Linked DNA regions of Zea mays: regions 1 and 2 are each linked to region 3. A link is a contact called in public Hi-C data. All regions are on one chromosome and are shown on one strand. The core of a region is the stretch at or near the end of the contact, and the rest is flanking DNA. Distances in the headings are between cores, read along the strand shown. Region 1 holds the start of LOC109939901 (transcription factor MYB30). Region 2 holds the start of LOC100272511. Region 3 holds the start of LOC100278729.

Region 1 (3,345 bases), core at 161-2,660, 430 kb after region 3:
GGCCGAGACGGGGGCCGAGCCCTGGGGTCGGGCGAGGCGGAGCTTCCTATGGCGTCCGAAGCCGGACTTGGCTGCTGTCAGCCTCACTCCGTCGAGTGGCACAGCAGTCGGAGCGACGCAGGCGGCGCTGTCCTCTTGTCAAGCCGGTCAGTGGAGCGGCGAAGTGACTGTGGTCACTTCGGCTCTGTCGACTGAAGGGCGCGCGTCAGGATAAGGTGTCAGGTCATCCTTGCATTAAATGCTTCTGAGATACGGTTGGTCGGCGTGGCGATCTGGCCAAGGTTGCTTCTTGGCGAAGACTGGGCCTCGGGCGAGCCGAAGGTGTGTCCGTTGCTTGAGGGGGCCCTCGGGCGAGACGTGAATCCTCCGGGGTCGGCTGCCCTTGCCCGAGGCTGGGCTCGGGCGAGGCGAGATCGTGGCCCTTGAGTGGACCGAGCCTTGACTTAATCGCACTCATCAGGCCTTTGCAGCTTTGTGCTGATGGGGGTTACCAGCTGAGATTAGGAGTCTTAGGGGTACCCCTAATTATGGTCCCCAACAAAACTATAGTGATTTTGTCTTCTAGTGCACGTTCATTTTAAAAATTATTATTTTCATATGAATTTTTCTAGACTGAATCTGCATTAATAACGTTTACATGTGAGCAACTAAGTATGTATGTGAATTCATTATGAATGTGCCTTAAAAGTTTTTTTAGGGCTAGTTTAGGAACCCCAATTTACCAAGGGAAAATAGAAATCCCTTAGGAAATTGGGTTTCCCAAACTAGCCATTAGTGGACACTTTTCTCTTGGAGTTGGTTTTCATACTCCCTCCACCCCAAAGATACTAGTATTAGTTCTAGACTAAACATGCATTCATTAACTAATTTATAAATGTAGTTTATATGCATGTATATATTCGTTACTATTCATTCGAACGTGAAAAGAAAAAAGAAGGGCTAAAAACTATATTTTGGAACGGAGAGAGAGTGTATTTTAAGGATAAAATAAAGCAATAGAACAGAAGAAAAAAAAGGCAGAAGATTGAAATGAATCGTGCACTTGAAATCCTTTAATTAGAAAGCTAGAACGCAGAAAAGTTGTGAATAAAGGCATGTGAATGGCGCGCAAGAGAAGAATCCTAAGGCACAAGGGAAAAACAAAAACCAGAGGGTTGGACTCCGGAAGGTGTATGGGATAGTTCATTTCATAGGAACTTTAAAAGAATTCTTGTATTCTCTCTATAGGAAAATTCAATCGTCCAAAATTCCTTCATCATTTCCTCCATTTCGAAAGGGGACTAGTAAGTATATGATTTTCCAAAAGATTCATTCCTCCCATCGTCCCTACGTTTCTCAGATGAGGAAAAAGAAGTAGGAAAAGGAGAACGGTGCTGCTAACTGCCCAGGCTCAGCTGAATGAATCCCTGCACGAGTCCAAAGGCCAAAGCTGCGGCCAACGCGCAGCACTGCAGCGTGCGGGCCCGGCCAGGCAGCCAGCGCACGGGCGACGGGGCCCACCCGCACCCGTGGAAGCAAAACGCAAGCGAGCGTCGCGTCTCGTCTCATCACCTCGCACGTTTTCCAAATGTGCCCCGGCGACGGCGATCCTCCCGCACCCTCCTGCCCATAATAAATAGGGACAGCCCGTCCGTCCCCGTCGTGCTCCAGCTCGCCGCTCCACTCTCTCCTGGCCCTGCTGCGGCCGTCGCCGGCTAACTAGCTATAGCCAGCCACTCGGAGTCGGAGGCACAGCACCTCCCCCCGCGTCGCCAGCGCACTTGGACGACCGATGGGGAGGGCGCCGTGCTGCGAGAAGAAGGGGCTGCGGCGGGGCGCGTGGAGCCCCGAGGAGGACCAGCGCCTGGTGGCCTACGTCCGGCAGAACGGGCACCCCAACTGGCGCGCGCTGCCCCGGCAGGCGGGGCTGCTCCGCTGCGGCAAGAGCTGCCGCCTGCGCTGGATCAACTACCTCCACCCGGACATCAAGCGCGGCAACTTCACCGCCGACGAGGAGGCCCTCGTCGTCCGCCTCCACCGCGAGCTCGGGAACAGGTCCGTCCGTCAGCGACACCCCGCTCCCGAGCTGCCAACTCCTTTGCCCCCCCCCTGCTCGTCATTTCTTCTCTCCATCGAAAGAAAACAGAGGCATTTGTTTTTTTCTTCCCTCTCTGGAACATAAAAAAAAAGTCTGCGCGCTGCAGCCTGCAACAGTGGTTCAGATGTATGGAAAAAAATACTCCTCGCCATCTTTTCAAGCTTTTTGCTAGTACGCCTTTTATCATTGCATTGCTCGGCGGCCATGGCCATAGCCGCCTCGAAACCCGTCCACTCGGAGAGAGGACAATCCATGGCCATAGCCCCACTTGCGAGGTACCCAATCCAGTCCAGGCCGGAGATTCCGTCTCGTTTGGCCTCGCGTGGTGAAATAAAATCCTGCGCTGCCTCTGCCTGCCTGCCTGACAGCAGCAACGCCATTTCGCCACTTGCAAAGCTGATCCTGGCCCTGAAACAGGACCACGCACACTTCGGAAAATGGGGGCTGATGCAGCGCCCATCCTACCAGTTAAAAAAAAAAATTAAACCGCACATGAGATTAGAGCCCCACTAGTTGCTGAACTCGACTGTTTCTCCTCGTCGGACGTGTCGTGTTCCTGGCTCCGGGGCTCCTCCGATTGCTGAACGTTTACGTGGCAACAACGCAGGTGGTCAGCGATCGCCGCGCAGCTGCCGGGGCGCACCGACAACGAGATCAAGAACGTGTGGCACACCCACATCAAGAAGCGCCTGGGGGGCGACGACGGCGGCGGCACCGGCGGACGGCAGGAGAAGAAGGCGCGCAAAAGCAGGACCAGGACCGCCGGCGCCACCAAGAGACCAGCCGCCGACGTGGACAGCAGCGAGCGGCAGCCGGCGTCGCCGGGGCAGTCGAGCAGCGTGAGCAGCGGCGTCACGTTCTCCGCCGCGGCCGTGTCGTCGTCGCCCGACAACGCGGCCGCCACCAGCCGCCAGGAGGAGCAGCTGCAGGTCGGCGGCGCCGGCAAGGCGGAGATGGAGATGGAGATGGAGATGGAGAGCTTCAGCTCCGCCGAGTTCCCGGCCATCGACGACAGCTTCTGGTCGTCGGCGGACGTCACGGACCTGGGCCTTTGCGCCATGGACGGGGATGAGCTGGGCATCGCCGGCCCGCCCTCGTCGTCCACCAGGGACCAGGACATGGAGTTCTGGCTCAAGATGCTGCTGGAGGCCGGCGACATGAGGGACTTGAGCGTCTTGTAACTAGAATGCAGAAATCAAAGCTTATTAGGGGCCTGGTTACATGCAGGCAGGATTAGAGCTAGAGCATCGTATTTTCTTTTTCTTTAT
Region 2 (3,298 bases), core at 160-2,659, 260 kb before region 3:
TGGCTGCCCGCTCGCGGCTAAGCTTGCGGCCTCAACAACGTCCGTGATCTCCACCTTCCCCCTGCCTCTCATGTACCCACCAGGACCCTTAGTGATCTTACCTTCCTCGTCCTTCAAGAACGCCGACAAGGCCCCGTACACCGGGGCGTTCCAGCCAGAGATGCACTCCATGCCACCACAGGACACCCGCTTGGCACGGCGTATCCCGACGCACAGCTCGCCATGCTCGGTGCGCAGGAAGACGATGGAGTCCCCGGCGACGAGCTTCTTCTGGTTGACGAACGCGCTCCATCCCGTGGTGAGCAAATGCCGGCGCGGCGTGCCCCGGAAAATGTGGCGGAACTTCCAGACCTCCCCGTGCACGTCCTTGGCGAGCACCGTCTGCACCGGCGGGTCGGCCCGGTAGTCGAGCTTGGGGAAGATGGTCTCGGCGCAGTAGCGCGGCACGGAGAAGCCGCCGCCGTTGTTGGCGTCGGACTGCGTGAGCGTCTTGGCGAAGGAGGACAGCTTCTCCCGGGCGTCCTCGGGGTCGATGCCGAACTCGCGGGGCTCTCCGAACTCCACCTCGCCGGGCGCGGCCGGCACGAGGCGGATCTTGGCGAAGACCTCGTCGGTCTCCGGATCGGCCAGGAAGCGCACCCCGGCGACGGTGCAGAGCACGAGCGGCGGGAGAGGTCGCGCCCGCGCCCCGGCGAGGTCCGTGGCGCCGCCGCCGCCGTGCGCGTGTTCCGCGTGGCCCTGCGGGAAGTAGTAGACACGGGAGCGCACGGGGGGCATCTGCACCATGCCGCCGGCGCACGCGTGCCACAGCTGCGGGTCAAGGCACCTCTCCTCGCCCGCCTCCTTCATGGCCTCCTGACCTCCTCGTCTTCGTCGTGTCGTCTTCCTCCACCGCCGCCACACCCACCAAACGCGATCACTGTCCAGCTGCAGAGCAACCTGCAACGTCTCCCGTTATTTGCGCGAACCCAAGTACTAAACCACCCCACGCAACCCCCACAAAACGGAACTGAACGAAAAGCACGCGATTGAAACGAAACGGACACAGACAGCAGGAGCGAGCGATACCTCCTCTGCGCACGCCCAGGGGTTCCAATTGGCAGATCATGAGGCGGCGCAACCGCTACTCCGGGAGAAACGCTCTGGCACCGGGCAAAGCGGAGTAGGAATGTACACCAGGGCCGGCATCTTCGCGGGCAACGACTCTGTCGTCGGTCCGAGGACACCACCCCCCCAAGCTTGCTCCGGCTGCCCCCGAGCCCCAGGAAGACGGCGAAGAATCGACGGCGGCGAGGCGGGGAGATCAGGAGGTTGACGGTGGTGGCGCGCGCGCTGCGCTGCGCTGCTACAGCGGCACACACAGTGGGTTGGAATTATGGCGAGGCCTCGGACGCCTCTACCTTGTTGTGGTGATGACTGATGAGTGGGCCGCTCTCCCCGCTGCAGCTGCAGTAGCACAGCACCACAGTCAGGCCCCAGTGTGGGAGCGCGACCCCACCACCGGATCCGCCGCGCCCGCGCGAACAGCGAACAGCTGCGCGGCACACGGGACAGCGAGTACCTACTCCCACCACCATCGGGTTCGGGAGAGCATGACCCGCGGGGCCCAGCCTGCCGGGCTGTCGGTGGGGTGAGGCCGGGCAACGCGCGGTGGTGGTTACTCCGTTCCGTTTTTGACGGTCGTGTCTGTTTGAATGAATTCATTCATTCATCCATCTCGAGATGATCAATCATCATCAGATCAGATGCCAGTCCAACAGCCTCCTGCTGGTTCATCAACTGGCCCACAGACTTTACTCGGTTTCAGACAGTGCGTGCCAATACTACTAGTAATGTTTGTTTTCTTTTTTATTAATTATGAAAGGACCTGACGAGGTACTGGAATAACACTTTTTTATATATTTTATTAGGGGCCAGCGAAATTTTCTGCGATCCAAACAGATGGGGGGCGCCCAGTGCATGCATGAAGCCAAAGTTGCCGCGACGGGGTCCAGCTGGACTGATGAAGAGCACACGCTGCTCGCCCCTGTGTAGAAAGCTCGCGCATTTGTGGTCTGGTCTCCTGGACAAGCAAGCAAACCATGACTGGAAACGGACCGGGTCATCATGTGGAATGTCCATTCGATCTCCAAACTCCTTACAGCGTGCGTGAACCGACGCACGCCGTTTCAAGCACATGAACTGAATCATGGGAGGCCATGGGCTAGGGCGGTCTGGCTCACATTTGTAAACGCGGCACACGATTGCATGCGGATTGCGGCGATTGAATTCGAGGGGTGGAACCGTCACCATATTGGTTTGCTTTATTCCGTACAGGCTTCTACTCCAGAGTGTTTTGTCCATATGAATTAGAGTTACAACAGTCAAGAACAACATGTGTGAGGAGGGGCGAATTTCGGCCCCGGCCCCCGGGCCACCTGGGCCGTGGCCCGGGACGAGCCTAAAAATCCTTTTATATATAGGTCTTTTTCAATCAAAAAATTAGTCTAAAATATATTTCAGCCTAAAAATGTGGTCTAAAAGATCTCCTGCTTGCACCGATCGAGCCAGGCGCTGGCAGCCTCACTCAGTCGCTCAAGTCACTAAAACATAGGCTCTTACAATTATTTCGCAAACATGCGTGGCTGTGTTTCCTACATTTGCCATCGGCACGCCGTCTCTATTCAGTCCTCCATCGCTCTCCACACCTTCAGGCTCTACGAATCCGGTAATGGCACAAGGCAGCAACCTCTGAGTTGGCCGGGCGGGCTCTGACTCAGGCATCCGCCACCGCCAGTCCGACCTCCACCTCCGTCGGCCTGCCTCCAGCGTCCCTTCGACCCTATAGCAATGACGCGCGCGGCCTGCACTAGCGCCGCGCCACCGCCCAAATCCGCCCTTGCCATTACATCTTCTCCCAAACTATACAACTTCCCCAACCTGATTCCCTTTCTTTTCTTATTCATAGGCGAGGGCGGAGCGCCTCCCTGGCCAATGGGCAGCGACCACCTGAGCGGCGATCGTTGTGTGCTGAATGTTGACTGTCTGCTGCTATGTGCCCGTGATTCTCCTCTATTGTGAGTAATTGTTCCCAAATGTCTGATTCACTTTTCCTATCTGTCACAGTTCCACTGAATTGTTTTAAATGTTTCTACCCTAAAGTGCGAAAAATTAAAAAACGAGTAGTACATCGTTATATTTGTAGAGTGGCCCGAGACGTTATTTTTACGGAGCTCCACCACTGTGTGTGAGTGTGAGTGTGAGTTATGCTGTTAGGTGGTGGCTAGCTAGGTTTTGTACATAATTTTAGATTTTTCTA
Region 3 (2,942 bases), core at 225-2,724:
TTCTCTTCAAAACATGAATATAACATAAACATGTTTATGCCTCCACAGTTTAGACAAACAAACCCCATGTTTAGCAGGATAACTTGATAAATAACTTAACAAATCAGTTACCGATAAAAAGAAGATACATAAATGAGCAGGGTTCAATAATTGTTCTCCTAAAAAGGGTTCAATAATTGCAGTCTGAAGTTGAAACGAAGAAAGCAATCCTAATCCACCAACCGTACCATCCCAAAAGTATCACCATCTGATGTATACACTGCATCTATATCCAAATCCGAGGGACCCCCAAATATATATCAGATATGTTCAGTCTTACCTTTTTTATTCAACAAGTGCTCAACAAGCAAGGTACCAAACCTAAAATGAATTATCCGTAAAGAAGAAAGTTAAATTGGACTAAAGCACCAAACCAATCGCCACCAAAAGAATCTGGAAAAAAGTAGCACACCCTCCGTTCCAAATTATAGTTATAAATTTATAGGTCGTTTTAGCTTACATTGATTTGGCTATGCATCTAGATATATGATAGGTATAAATATATAATAAAAGTTATGCATCTAGAAAAGCTCAAACGACCTATAAACAAAAGAACAGACGGAGTAAAAAATCGCTTTTGAGATGAACGAACTAGTGCTGATGTGATACATGAGTAAAAGATCAAAAAATGTGCGGATCGGAGTTAGCACCCAACATGCTAATTGTCAAGGATAACTAAATTCCCTATTCTCAACGTAGCATTTCGGCAATCAGCATCTCGAGCACCTGCCGGAGCCTAGCGGGCACCAGGCAGCAAGCAATAGCGTAATCAGGAATTCCTCGCTCTCCGATAATTAACATTCACTGAAAGCACCAGAGCTCATGAGAGACAAGATGTGAATTGCCTTACATCCGGCCGCGGGCGCCGTCCCCTTAGTGCTTCTTGCTCCGCGCGGGCTGCCTGGACCCGTCCGTGGCGAGCCTGTAGATCCAGTAACCCTGCAACGGGAAGCTAAATTCATAACCCCAATCTTATCCGGCAGGTGGCAATAACAGGAGAGCTAGGGGAGGAGGACGCACGAGGGCGAGGACGTGGGCGGCGATGAGGAGGACGACGAGGAGCGGGAGGAGGTCAACGATCCAGGGGCGGAGCGCTGGCACGGATGTGGCGGTGGCGTCGCGCGCCATGGCGACGCGACGGGAGAAGGAGAACGCGCCGGGGTGGCGGAGGAAGGAAGAAAGGGGGTCGGCCGCCGGGTCGCCCGAGCCCATCCGCGTGGTGGTCCGGAACACCAGTTTCTCGCGGGACGCTTGCTCAGTCCTCTCTCGGCCTCAGGCTTCCTCGCGGCGTGGGCTGGGCTGCCTGCGTTTCTGAGCCGATTACTCTGCGCGTGCACGAGGGTCGGGGGGCAATGGGGAGTGGATCACGGCACGGACGCGGTAGTTGCGCCCGGTGCGGTGCCGCTGTCTTCTGGTGCACCTAAACCGGGCCGCACGGCACTGGGCCCAGACCGCGCGGATTTGTAGTCCCGCGTCACGTCCCGTCCGCCGCCGCTCGCCTCAACCAGAAAGTGTGTCGTGCAAAAAAAATTTAAAAAAAACCCCGAGAATCCGAGATGTCTGATTATCCCAAACTTGTGATCTAAATAATCCCGAGAAGTCTAATTATCCTAAACTTTTGACCCAATTTTTGATGTCAATTCAGGGACGGACTGAAAAAGCAATAAGAAAAAAATGACTTTCATATGTGTATGAGGTGGTGGACTTCGAAATCTATGAGCGGGTTGCTTAGGTTGTCTCCAACGACGTTCTCTAAATTTTATCCCCTAAAAAAATATTCTCTGTACTTTACAGCACCCTCTAAAAGATTCTGTCTTCTATATCTTCCTCATCTCCAACAATATCCTCTAAATTTGATCCTCTATATCAACAGTGATAACTAAATTCCTAATTCAATTTAGTTTGTATCAACATTGCATTGTCTGTCAACTGTAAAATATTATGTATGTATCCAGATTAAATTTAAATTAAGTATTTAAAATTCGAAATTAGTGGTCTGGTAAATTAATTAAGATAACACAATATAGGAAATTGCATTGTCTAGCTAAACTTTGTATTATTTTTTTTCTATCGGATGTATAGGAAAACAAAATAGGAAAGTTTTCTAAATAAACTTTGTATTGCACATATTTTTTATATCAAACTATCGAACGTACACGAAAACCAAACAGGCAACACTTCTTGACCAGTGCGCGCGACCGTACGTAAGCAACAGTGTATAGCGGATTAGCGGGTGGCCGTGGAACTCTACATTTAGTGTCTGTGGAAGCGTGTGCTAAATTTACAGGAGTCTATAGCAGTCCTTGCTGGAGACGTACCGGACGAAAATATCCGCTATATGTAGCGAACAGGCCGCTTTAGCGGATCTGCTGGAGCCAGCCTTATAATTTATCTGACTTATCTGGTACTCGGATACGATCCTGCAAAAAAGAGTAGAGGGGTCGAGGTGACCGAATTTTTTGTATTTTGGCCATTTTTTGGAAAAAAAACACATTTAGACCCTAGAAAATTTTAATTACATTTTTGGACCCTTTCCTCGGCGCCATAGCCTATGCGCGCCGAGGTAACACAGCTCGGCGCCATAGGTTATGGCGCCGAGGTACGTGCTGCGTTGGCACAAACTGGACGCCGTGGCGTTGACGTGGCACTGAGCTCGGCGCCACAGATCTTGGCGCCGAGCTCGGTTGTGTTATCAACAGTTTTGTTGCAAAGAAATGGCACCAAGCCATCTAGCTCAGTTGGTGGAGCACAAGGTTTTAAACCATGAAGTTGGGGGTTCGAGCCCTATAACTTGCCTAGATTTTTTTTTATCTTTTAAATAACTCGCCCAGATTTTTTTAAACCAGTCTCCTCAAATAATGTAAAGTTGGGGTTCGAATTGGGGAAAAAAATAACACCCAACG

The links. A called contact is a pair of places that touch in the nucleus more often than the background predicts.
Region 1: a Hi-C map of ear shows a contact between it and region 3, with 2.4 times the contacts expected there. The contact joins the promoter of LOC109939901 here to the promoter of LOC100278729 in region 3. A contact is called at or near these places in 2 of 25 Hi-C or Micro-C datasets (ear and leaf mesophyll).
Region 2: a contact with region 3 is called in a Hi-C map of leaf, with 4 times the contacts expected there. The contact joins the promoter of LOC100272511 here to the promoter of LOC100278729 in region 3. A contact is called at or near these places in 8 of 25 Hi-C or Micro-C datasets (bundle sheath, ear, endosperm and 3 more).

Annotation. Positions count from the first base shown.
Region 1 is chr5:29,692,115-29,695,459 of Zm-B73-REFERENCE-NAM-5.0, forward strand. It overlaps LOC109939901 (transcription factor MYB30), which reads left to right and starts at 1,411. Exons shown (of 2, transcript XM_020538288.1): 1 at 1,411-2,034; 2 at 2,685-3,345. The coding sequence starts at 1,772. The coding sequence ends at 3,258.
Region 2 is chr5:29,003,768-29,007,065 of Zm-B73-REFERENCE-NAM-5.0, forward strand. It overlaps LOC100272511, which reads right to left and starts at 1,410. Exons shown (of 4, transcript NM_001348794.1): 1 at 1,069-1,410; 2 at 1-939. The coding sequence starts at 849.
Region 3 is chr5:29,264,718-29,267,659 of Zm-B73-REFERENCE-NAM-5.0, forward strand. It overlaps LOC100278729, which reads right to left and starts at 1,475. Exons shown (of 4, transcript XR_002262214.3): 1 at 1,060-1,475; 2 at 890-978.